Linked DNA regions of Sus scrofa: region 1 is linked to region 2. A link is a contact called in public promoter capture Hi-C data. All regions are on one chromosome and are shown on one strand. Each heading gives the region's core, a stretch centred on a gene start, on an enhancer-like site or on the middle of the called end of the contact. The rest is flanking DNA. Distances are from core to core; before and after follow the strand shown.

Region 1 (5,764 bases), core at 1,168-3,667, 370 kb after region 2:
GAGGGCTGAGGAGGCAGACCCTCGGGTCACTGTGCTCGGTCAGCCAGAAGCTGCGGGGCGACTCTTCCAGGGACCCAAGTCCCCAGCCTGGCTGACGGGGGCCTCTTCACCTTCTGTCTCTCGCCCAGGTGGGCAGACCCAGCAACATAGGGCAGGCCCAGCCCATCATAGACCAGCTGGCCGAGGAGGCACGAGCCTTTAACCGCATCTATGTGGCTTCCGTGCACCAGGACCTCTCGGACGACGACATCAAGAGCGTGTTTGAGGCCTTCGGCAAGATCAAATCTTGCACGCTGGCTCGGGACCCCACAACTGGCAAGCACAAGGGCTATGGCTTCATTGGTGAGCTTGAGCGGCCGGGGCCCGGGCCGGGGCCCAGACCCGCCTGACACCGTGGCTGACCATCACTGCTGCTCCTTCTCTGCAGAATATGAAAAGGCCCAGTCGTCCCAGGATGCCGTGTCTTCCATGAACCTTTTTGACCTGGGCGGCCAGTACTTGCGGGTGGGCAAGGCCGTCACACCCCCCATGCCCCTGCTTACACCTGCCACACCTGGAGGCCTCCCACCTGCTGCCGCTGTGGCTGCTGCTGCAGCCACAGCTAAGATTACGGCTCAGGTGAGGGCTGGTGCAATCCTGTGGTTTGACTGTGGGCCACCGGCCCTTCTGGTCCTTTATGGCTGGCTCTGAGTGCAGGCAGCCATTGGGCAGGGACTAAGCATGGTGGTCTCTCTGGTTGCAGGAAGCAGTGGCAGGAGCAGCGGTCCTGGGTACCCTGGCCACTCCTGGACTGGTGTCCCCTGCACTGACTCTGGCCCAGCCCCTGGGGGCTTTACCCCAGGCTGTCATGGCTGCCCAGGCCCCAGGAGTCATCACAGGTGAGCCTGCTTGGGTCTCAGGGTTTCCTTCCTTCCCCTGCCCCGCTCCTCCTGGCGTGACGCCTTCAGCTGCCCTTAATTCGCTTCCTTGGCCGCCTCGGCCCAGGCAGTTCCGCTGTGCTCAGCGGCGCTCTCCTTCCTGGGAGTGGCGGGGCAGGGGGAGTGACCGTTGGACCTGGTGGGTTTGCTGCAGGTGTGACCCCGGCCCGGCCTCCCATTCCCGTCACCATCCCGTCTGTGGGCGTGGTGAACCCCATCCTGGCCAGCCCTCCGACGCTCGGTCTCCTGGAGCCCAAGAAAGAAAAGGAGGAGGAGGAGCTGTTTCCCGAGTCTGAGCGGCCGGAGATGCTGAGTGAGCAGGAGCACATGAGCATCTCGGGCAGCAGCGCCCGCCACATGGTGATGCAGAAGCTCCTCCGCAAGCAGGAGGTGGGCGGCCGGGGCCAGCGGGGTGGGCTGGGGTGGGGTGGTCCAGCCAGCCACAGCTCTCAGCTGTCCCCCCCACAGTCCACAGTGATGGTTCTGCGCAACATGGTGGACCCCAAGGACATCGATGACGACCTGGAAGGGGAGGTGACTGAGGAGTGTGGCAAGTTTGGTGCTGTCAACCGTGTCATCATCTACCAAGAGAAGCAGGGCGAGGAGGAGGATGCGGAGATCATTGTCAAGATTTTTGTGGAGTTTTCTGTAGCCTCTGAGACTCACAAGGCCATCCAAGCCCTTAATGGGCGCTGGTTTGCGGGCCGCAAGGTGGTGGCTGAAGTTTATGACCAGGAGCGTTTTGACAACAGTGACCTCTCCGCGTGACCTTGGCCCCGTTTCCCCGGACTCGCACTTTTTCCTTGTTTCCTCTGGGTTTTATAGAGTGATTCGGTGATACCTGGGGCTCAGCCGCCCAGCCTGTGGATAAAGGTGCAGATGCTGCTGGCCCTGAGAGTCCCTGTCTGACGGTGGTCTTATTGGCTCCGGGGGGGTGGGGGGGGCCCGGGCAAGCACCGGGCGGGTCTGGGGACTGAGTGGGGCGGGGGAGGCGTCCCCGGGGGTCTGCGGGGGCTGCTAGGTTCCCGGTCCCCGCCCAGGGCAGCGGAGGGTCGTGGGCGTGGCTTTCCTGCTGTGCGGGCGGGGTGCGGGTCGGGTTGCACTGTCACCTCCCCAGGTAGTGCTGGGAGAAGGCTGGCCCAGAGTTCCTCAAGCTCCCGGACACGTCAAGCCGCCAGATACCTGGAGCGCCGCCAAGGCCCGGGCGGCTCCATCTCGGAGTCGCGAGGCCAAGTGAGGGAGGGGGCCGGGTGGGCGAGAGGCTGCAGCAGGACGCTTGAGGCCCGGCCAGGTTGGGACTGGCTTTGAGCGGACTTCAGCTCCCACCATGCCTTGCGCCGGGGCGTTGGCGTCGCGGGGCGGAAGCCGGGCTTCCCGACGGGCCGTGCGCGGGGCCGCTACGGGTTCTCAGAGGCACCGGCACCGCGGGGCCTTATGGAGGTTGTAGTTCCCGGCGGCAATGGGCGGAGAGGGCGGGCCTCGGCTTCCCGGCGGGCTGCGCGGCGGCCGGCGGTTGTCGGCGGGGCAGTCCGGCGGGCAGCGGCGGCGGTTCCGGCTGGGGCACAGCGGCGGACGAGTGGACTGGCAGGGCCAAGTGGGCCGGGCGGGATGCGGGGCCGCCGCCGCCCCCTGAGAGTCTGAGCGCCGTCCGGGCCGCGCCCCCAGCTCAGGCCGCCGCGGTCCGAGCGGCCCGAGCGTTCCGAGCGTTCCAAGCGCGGGCCGGGCCCAGCGCCGCCGCCGCCGCCCCGGCCGCCCCCCGCTCCTCCCCCGCCCCAGCGCTCATGCGGGCCGAGCCCCGCCCCCCGCCTGCCGCCCGAGCCCGCGCCTGCCCGCACCATGCTCAAGTGCATCCCGTTGTGGCGCTGCAACCGGCACGTGGAGTCGGTGGACAAGCGGCACTGCTCGCTGCAGGCCGTGCCGGAGGAGATCTACCGCTACAGCCGCAGCCTGGAGGAGCTGCTCCTGGACGCCAACCAGCTCCGCGAGCTGCCCAAGGTGAGCGGCTGCCTCACCTGCCTCCGGCCCAGCCCTCCTCTCTGGTCCGTAGGGTTGGCCCGGCTGCGACCGCTCGCTCCTCCGAGCTCTCAGCTGGCGCTGGCCGGGGCGGGACACCACAGTCTCCAGCCGGCCTTGCTGGTTCTTACTGGCCAGAGCCCCACCCCGGCCAGCCGCACCTTCCTCACCCGCCGCGGGTGCTGGCACCAGGTGGCAGCGGTCATCAGGTGCCTGCTGGGGGCGGGGATGGTCACAGCCCAGAGGAGGAGCTGCAGGTTGAAAGCCTGGGGGCAAGGTGGATGGGATTGGAGTGGATCTGGGTGGAAGGTGAACCTGGTGTGGCTAATGGACGGGAACTTGCTGGACCTCCCTGGAGGTGGGGAGTCCAGCCCTCTGCCCGACTGCCCTCTTCTTCCTGTGGGTGCTGGGGCGAAGGTGGGGAGAGACCTTCGAAGGTGCTTGTGCGTGGCACGTCTGTGTCTTACCTGCCTCTCACCGCCTTGTTTCTTCCGTCAGCTTGGTTTTCCTCCTCCAAAGGCCACTTGGGAGAGGAGGTTAGAGGAAGCAGATCACAAAAGGATTTCCTTTTTGGAGATGGGGTGCTAAGTGGCCCAGCGCCTGGGGGCTGTGTGCCGCAAAGGGTGTGGCTCCACTCCAGGCTCGGGCCAGGGCTCCTCACCCACCTCGGGTCCCGCACTTTACCTGCAGATACTGCGTGCCGGCAGCACACAGACCTGTGCTCATTCGCTCTTTTTCCTTTGTAAGGGGGCATGTTCAAATCCCGGGCCAGGGATTGAATCTGAGCCGCAGCTGTGACTTACACTGTAGCTGCTGCAACCCCAGATCCTTAATCCACTGTGCCGGGCCTGGGATCAAACCCAAACCTCTGCAGCCACTCGAGCTGCTGCTGTTGGGTTCTTAACCCACTGCACCGCAACGTAAACTTCTCTCTGCTCTTTTCGTTATACTTTTGTTTTGGTAGTTGCCAAATTTTTGTCACAGGGTGAGGCTGGGCTGGTTTCTACTGGGAGGCAGCAGGAGAAACCCTGCAGGCCTCCGAGGGCCCACCTGTTGGGTGGGCAGAAGAGGGACTTCAGGTGTGGGGTGGAGTCCTGAGGGAACACGGAGGGCAGGGAACACGGGTTGACGGAGTCAGGAAAAGGAGGTGATTTCTTAGCTAAAATGCAAGTGTGGAAGGCTGGTTGTGTGACAGTGTTGTGGCAGAGAAGGTTTCTGGGATGATTCTCAAAGGAACCAAGTGTCAAAAGTTAAGGCGTTTGACACCTGCAAAAGCGCATGTGTGTGGTTTTTGCTTGCTTGTTCTACTTCAGACCCGGGTGACGTGACAGGACTCTGGGTTCCCGGGTGGCCTGGAACAGGGAGGGGGGCCCTCTGCTACAGAGCCATCACCCTGACCCTACCCCCTGCCCACAGCCCTTCTTTCGGCTGCTGAACCTTCGCAAGTTGGGCCTAAGTGACAATGAAATCCAGCGGTTGCCCCCTGAGGTGGCCAACTTCATGCAGCTGGTGGAGCTGGACGTGTCCCGCAACGGTGGGAACTTGGGGCAGGTCTGGGGGGAGTCTGGGGGTGGCAGGAAGGGCTTTGAACCCCTGGCGGCTGTGGGCATCTCTCCACGTGACCCCTCCTGATCCTAGACATCCCTGAGATCCCCGAGAGCATCAAGTTCTGCAAAGCCCTGGAGATTGCGGACTTCAGCGGGAACCCCCTGTCCAGGTGGGCGGTGGCTGCAGAGGGGGTGGCGGGGAGGGGGAGGCTCAGCAGCCCCTACCTGGACTCTGAACCCCCCCCCCCGGCTTTAGGCTCCCGGAAGGCTTCACACAGCTGCGCAGCCTGGCTCACTTGGCCCTGAACGACGTGTCCCTGCAGGCGCTGCCTGGGGACGTGGGCAAGTAAGTGCCCCCTGGGGAGGGGCTCCGCTCAGCCCTGTTCCCGCGCCTCTCCCCACCTTCCTGCCTCTCTCACGCCCCAACCTGATTTCTTGCAGCCTTGCCAACCTGGTGACCCTGGAGCTCCGCGAGAACCTTCTCAAGTCCCTGCCTGCGTGAGTGGGCTCGGCCCTACCAGCAGCCGGTGTCGGCGGCGGCCCCGGGAACCACAGTCTACGTGGCCGCGACAGAACTTGCTCTGTTTCCTCCGCAGGTCCCTGTCTTTCCTGGTCAAGCTGGAACAGCTGGATCTGGGAGGCAACGATCTGGAAGTGCTGGTGTGGAGAGGGTGGGGCTGTCCTGGGCGGGGCAGGGCCCGGCGGGGCAAGTGAGCCTTGGCCGTCACTCTGTCCCCGTCTGTTCTTGCAGCCTGACACCCTGGGGGCCCTGCCCAACCTGCGAGAGCTGTGGCTGGACCGGAACCAGCTGTCGGCACTGCCTCCGGTGAGTGAGCCTGTCCTTGTCGTCCCCCCCACCTCGCGTCTGTCCACCCTCTGACCCTCAGTGCCCGCCCCCAGGAGCTTGGCAACCTGCGGCGGCTGGTGTGCCTGGATGTGTCGGAGAACCGGCTGGAGGAGCTGCCCACAGAGCTTGGAGGGTTGGTGCTGCTCACTGACTTGCTGCTCTCCCAGAACTTGCTGCAGCGGCTCCCCGATGGCATCGGTCAGTGCTGGGTGACGAGCCCTGGCCTAGAGGAGGGTCCTGGGGCGAGGACGCTGCCTCTGGGGGTCTCTGGGACACATCCCTCCGGGGGGAGGAGGCTGGCCTGAGGCCAGAGCGGGACAACGGGTGCACCCAAGGAGCCGAGGCAACTTGTGCTGCCAAAAGTGGGATGGTGAGCTCGTGAGGGCACGGTGGCGGGGCCTGGCAGGGGCGGGGGGCGGGGGGCATGGTCGGGGCGGCCG
Region 2 (5,265 bases), core at 2,182-4,681:
CGGGAGTCTTTCGCTAGGGTGTGGTCTTGCACCCTGGAGGGCCTGCTGGGCAGGCCAAAGGAAAGAGCGCGGCCCCGGAGGCAAAGCAGCTGGCCGGTCTCCAGGGGCAGTGAGTCGACTGTTAGGACCTGGTGGAGCGGAGGGACTCCAGCGAACATTCAGGCCAGGCCTACGGCTGATCCAGAATAACCAGAATAGGTATGGCAGAGCTACCCCCACTCCCTGTAGAGGGGCTCCTGCTGCCCCTGCAGGCCCGACAGCCACCAGTAAGCCTTGCTCACCGCCGCTGGAGAAAATAGGGACTGCAGAGGGTCCAAGGCCTGACCCCTTCCTGCAGCTTGCTGTCCACATCTTGACTCCCAGATTCAGGAGCATATGCCCCCCCTCCCCCCGTCTGAGGCCTCCATAGCTTGCTGGGCCAGGCTAGTTTTGCAGAGGAGGTGCCCAGGGGGCCCAGAAGCTTTTACTGCCCTCCAGCTCTACTCAGGATGAGTGAGGTTGAAGCGATGAGGGGCAGGGCCCAGGGTCATGGACCCCTGCCCCAGCAAATGCCCCTGGCACCCAGGGAGGTAGGCATGAGCTTGAAGGCCCCAAATCTTTGGAGGCATGTGGTCAAAGCAGGTCAGCCCAGGGCCAGTGCAGCTGTCTGCACCTTGGCAGGGGACAGGCCCACACAGACTCCGCTGGTGTGGACCGCAGGGGAGGCTCACCTGCAGCATGTCACAGCCTGTAGGCCTGCTGCTCAGGCTGGTGCTCACCTGGAGGTGAGCGCCCCCTTTCGGGAAGCTCTATCATCCTTAACTTCAGGAGGGAAAGCTCCCGGTCTAGGGTGAAGTTAGGTAGCATCAGTGCCCAATTTGCCCATGAAGATTCTGAGCTTCCGAGACAGAAACAGCTTGTCCAAGGGCTGCCTTTGACCGAAGCCCTGCCCCAATCTCTACCCACCCAGATTCACACCTGGGCAGGCACCGACGGCAGGGAGGAAGGCTCCTGGGGGCCCACTCCTCCCCAGGGCTCTCCAGCTTCTCCTGGACTCTGAGGGGTGGCGGAGGGGGAAAGACGGAGGCTGGAACGAGCCCACCCTGGTCTCGGCAGGTGTTCATGAAAGGACTTTGCTTTCCTTGAACATGGAAGGCTCAGGCTGCTGACCGTATTGCCCGGTATCTTCCTATGGACCCTACCCCTCACAGGCCTTGGCATGCCCAAGGCACCTCCAACCAGGAGCCCACCAGAGGCCCTTTCTAACCCCAAAATGTTTCTAGGGCTTTATCTGGCCAGGCCTGCAGGTTCCTCACCCCAGGCCCAGGCCTCCATAAACGGCCGCCACTAGCAGGGGCGTTCCCCACTGCGCTTTCTTGGACAAACCTCATGCACACTTTTGTCCCCAGACACCCCACCTACCTAAGACCTTTTCCTCCTCCCCTGTCTCCCTCAGCCACACCACACCTAGGAGCCTGAGGCGCTAGGGCTGTGGGCGGGGCAGGTGCAGGCCCCACCTCCTTCCCAGAGGCCCCGCCCACTATTACTTTCAATTCCCGCCTCCTCCCCAAAGCAGGCCCTGCGCGCTGCCCCCCCATGAGGCTCTTCCTTATTTGTGCTTATTAGTGTGTTCACAGCCCATGCCTTCCCTCCATTGGCTCCAGGCCCTGATCTCTTTGCTCTCCACTCCAGCGCCGGAATCTTGGTCCCCCAAGGCCCCTGGTCAGATTGGTCCTCTCTGGTGGCCACGGTCCACTCTGGTCGCCTCACTCCTGCTGCTGCTTGTCAGGTGACAACAGCTTGGAGCCTGGACGCAGACACACAGGCAACCGCCTCCAGCAAGACCCTTCACTCACCGGCTACTGCGCTCAGCCCCTCCCCCTACTGGCAGCCTGAGCCGTCAATCTTATCTTCTGCCAATCAGCGTGCCAGCCCAAACCAGCCCTCTAGTTCTTGGCTCTATACTGGAGAGTGGCAGGGCCTGAAGGCTCACAGGGACCCGTGGGCGCAGGGGTTCCCACCAGCTGCCGGGGAGAGGAGCTGGGAGGGAGAGGCAGAGCTCCCGGAGTTCACTCCTATGCTGTTGGTTCTGGAGCCGACCCTTTCCTCGGTCTGACCTCCCTCGGGATCAGTTCTCCGAAAAGCCTACCTCTGCCTGGCCCAGGTCTGAAGATGAACAGATGAACTTTCTGGGGCACCGGAGAGGTGACGGGGCTGGTCCTGACCCACCGAGGTTGTGTGGGCACCTGAGAGGGGTTCTCCCACCCAATCAGCAGGCTGCCAGGTAGCTTCAGCCTGCCAGTTGGGGCTGGCATCAACCCCAAGTGGTCTGCTGTTAGCAGAATGTATCACCACGAGGCCCAGGTGCCTGTCAGTGGATGTGATAGATGAGGGTGAGCCTGGGAAGGTGGACTGACCTCATGCTGAGCCACTTGGTTTGTTTGCATAGAGTGGAAACCTTGCAACCTCTTCTCAACCTTTTTACCTCAGGGGAGCGAATGGCTAGTGGGTTCTGCTGCTAGGGGTGTTTCCTGGGTAAACCAGGCCTGTGCCCCCAGAGAACCCTTGCATCCGGAGAGCCAGGATGTTCACACTCCATGCTCCGTGCAAAATCCACGTCAAGCAAGGTGGGAAGCGAACTTGCCTGCCTGGGAGTCTCACCGTGCAGTTCTTGTGGTGGATTGGATGCTTCGTTTAACGACTGGATGGATGACTGCACAGACTGTGTAATGGCACAGGAGTCTCTGGGTCCTTGCGAATCCGCACCACAGGATCCTCAAGTCCAGGTGGGAAACCGGAAAGCTCTGCGAGTCCGCCGACTAGGGAGGAAGAGGGCGGGGTGGGGAGGCAGCACTGTGGTCCCATCCCAGCCTGGGCCTGCGGGGGAGAGGTGGCGGCCCTGGCAGTCGTTGGGCAGAGTGGGTATCCCGGGGATGTGGGGCCTTGGGCCTTTCTCTTGCTCCATCCTCTGGCCTGGCGCTTGTCTAGACCTAAGCCGAGAACAAGCGGGTGCATATAGTGGTAACCAGAGGGCTCGCGGAGCACGGCTGCGCCTCGAGGTGGGCGTTCGGGAACCAACGCGATGGGTATCAGGTGCGGCGAGCTCTACGGACACGGCGTTGGCCCGAGACGCCTGGACCACAACGCACTAGGCATTTCGTAAGTAAGCTACATCCTCACACTCCGCGCCTGGACTGAAGCCTGACGAAACCCTGTGTTTATAGAGTAGGACAAGGTGCAGGCAGCGGTCAGAGTCAGCAGAGGCTTGCAGCTGCTAGGAAGCCGCGCGCGTTCTGCGCGGTCCTGCGGGCAACAGTGTCCGCCGCCCCGCGACCACAACTCCCAGGGTGCACCGCGCGCTCGCGGCGACCACAATTCCCAGGGTGCGTCGCGCGCCCGCGGACTACAAAATGGGCGCGCGCCGGGGCTCTGCGCCAGTTAGCGGCCCCGGGAGCGACGCTGCTGCGAGCGCCGCGACGACCGAGCGGGCGCGCACTGATTGGAGGCGCGGGCAGGCGCGCGCGCGCTACGGGGGCCGGCAGGAGGCGGTGGCGGCTGTTGGCCAAGGGTCCGGAGGCGGGGCCGCAAGCCTCGGGCGCTGTGAGCCCGGCGGGCCACGACTCGGCCGCGGCAGGGTGCAGGCAGAGGCCATGGGTGACCGCAGCGGCGCGGGCGGCTCCCGGCGCCGGAGGACGGGGTCGCGGCCCTCCAGCCAGAGCGGCAGCGGGTTCGCGGCCGCAGAAGAGGAGGTGCGGGACGTAGGCGCCGGGGGGGACGCACCGACGCCGGACAAGGACAAGGACGGACACGACGATGTGAGCAGCGGCCACTGGGATCTGAGGTAGTGGTGCCCCTGACCCGAACCTTTGATCCCTGACCCGGGTCCCTCGCGACCCTCCCTGGTTCCCCGGTCGTGTCCGCGGCAGCGCGGGCTCCGAATCCTAGAGCTTGGCGCCCGGACGTCGCCTGGAAAGGTGTGCCCCTTGGGCTCCCGCGGGGAAACTTAGGGGGAGACTTAAGGGTGGAGAGTCGTCCATGTGGGAGCGCCGAGGGGGACCGGCCGCCGCCCTGCTTCCAGACGTCCTCCCTCTGCACATCCGTAGGTGGGCCCTGAGGCTCTTTCCCAGGGCGAGCCCCTTCCATCCCCACGTAGTGTCCTCTTCCTGGAAGGAGAGGGATGGGGCCCGGCGGGTGTGATGAAGGGGATCCCTCCTGGGCTCTGAGCAGTGCCTTGTGGGTCGATGAGGTTCCCAGGGGAGGGTGGGCCGGCGGGGAGTGGGACTGCCCGGGACCGGGCAGGGGGCGGGCCAGAGGATTTCTCATCCCTTGCAGACCTCCTAAGAAAGGTCTTGAGCAAGGTCCCTCATCCCTCACCAGCGACTGACTGGCCTGGGGTCCTGCTTGGATTCGCAGCGCAGTGGCTGCTCTGGGGACAGAGTTGGGTTCTGAATTGGACGCTCACCCCTGGTTGGGCTGAAGGACTGACAGAAGCAGTCGGGGAGCCAGCTGTGGCTGCTGGGGAGGGCCTGGGCCACCCGGGGAACTGGATCAGTCCTACAAGCTAAGCTGGCTCCAGGCTCTCCCTTGGCAGCCTCGGCGCCCTCTCCCCCACCTCTGGTCTTCGTTCTGGCCAAAGGGCCCTCTGGGCTCTGGCTTTGAGAGCAGGTCCAGAGCTAGAGGTTATCAGGAAGGAAGCGGGCCACTGGTCAGTGGGTTGGCAAGATTCTCTGTCTCGGTAAACAAGAAGTGAGGCTTTCCTCACCAGGTGCTGCTGGGGTGGCAGGGGGATTAGCGAGGGCAGCTGGGGTGCAGGCCCTGTCCCTGCCCTTGGGGTGCACAGTCCACCTGGGAGATAAGATAATGTCAGCGCTGAGCAAAGGTCGGCAGAGTTCCTGAAGGCCCCAGTGGGGAGGAGGCCAGCTCTCCCGAGGGGTGCTTGCTTCCTGTGGGCCTGAGTGGTAATGCGGGAGGCTGCAACGGACAGGGGTGTCCTCGTCTCCAGGAGACGGCATGGCTAGCCCCATCTCCCTCTGCAGGCAGTGGATTTGGGATCCTTTTGAATGAGATTGGGGGGTGCCAACTTTGGGGCAAGCTGCCACCCTGGATGGGCAGCGACATTTCTGCTCTACACAGGCCGGGTGGCCAGAAGCCTCTCCTGTCGCCCTGCTGGTTGGGCCGAGTGAGTGGGAGCCCTGACTGCCCACCTCGACGGCTGCACCCTGGTGTGGAGGCGCGGTGCATGGCAGGCATGGTCCATTGCAGTCCCCTCCTGACCCCTGGGACAGG

What was found. Promoter capture Hi-C pulls out the DNA fragments that hold promoters and counts their contacts.
Region 1: a promoter capture Hi-C map of liver shows a contact between it and region 2, with 4 times the contacts expected there. The contact joins the promoter of SCRIB here to the promoter of DGAT1 in region 2. A contact is called at or near these places in 1 of 5 promoter capture datasets (liver) and 1 of 2 datasets of contacts at active chromatin or transcription factors (skeletal muscle).

The regions. Positions count from the first base shown.
Region 1 is chr4:822,508-828,271 of Sscrofa11.1, forward strand. SCRIB (protein scribble homolog) reads left to right here and starts at 2,418. Exons shown (of 38, transcript XM_021090546.1): 1 at 2,418-2,912; 2 at 4,347-4,464; 3 at 4,569-4,647; 4 at 4,734-4,823; 5 at 4,919-4,975; 6 at 5,074-5,137; 7 at 5,229-5,303; 8 at 5,378-5,522. The coding sequence starts at 2,754. It overlaps PUF60 (poly(U)-binding-splicing factor PUF60), which reads left to right. Exons shown (of 10, transcript XM_021090445.1): 6 at 129-342; 7 at 428-618; 8 at 743-878; 9 at 1,072-1,307; 10 at 1,386-1,814. The coding sequence ends at 1,685.
Region 2 is chr4:449,472-454,736 of Sscrofa11.1, forward strand. DGAT1 (diacylglycerol O-acyltransferase 1) reads left to right here and starts at 3,432. Exons shown (of 17, transcript NM_214051.1): 1 at 3,432-3,820. The coding sequence starts at 3,630.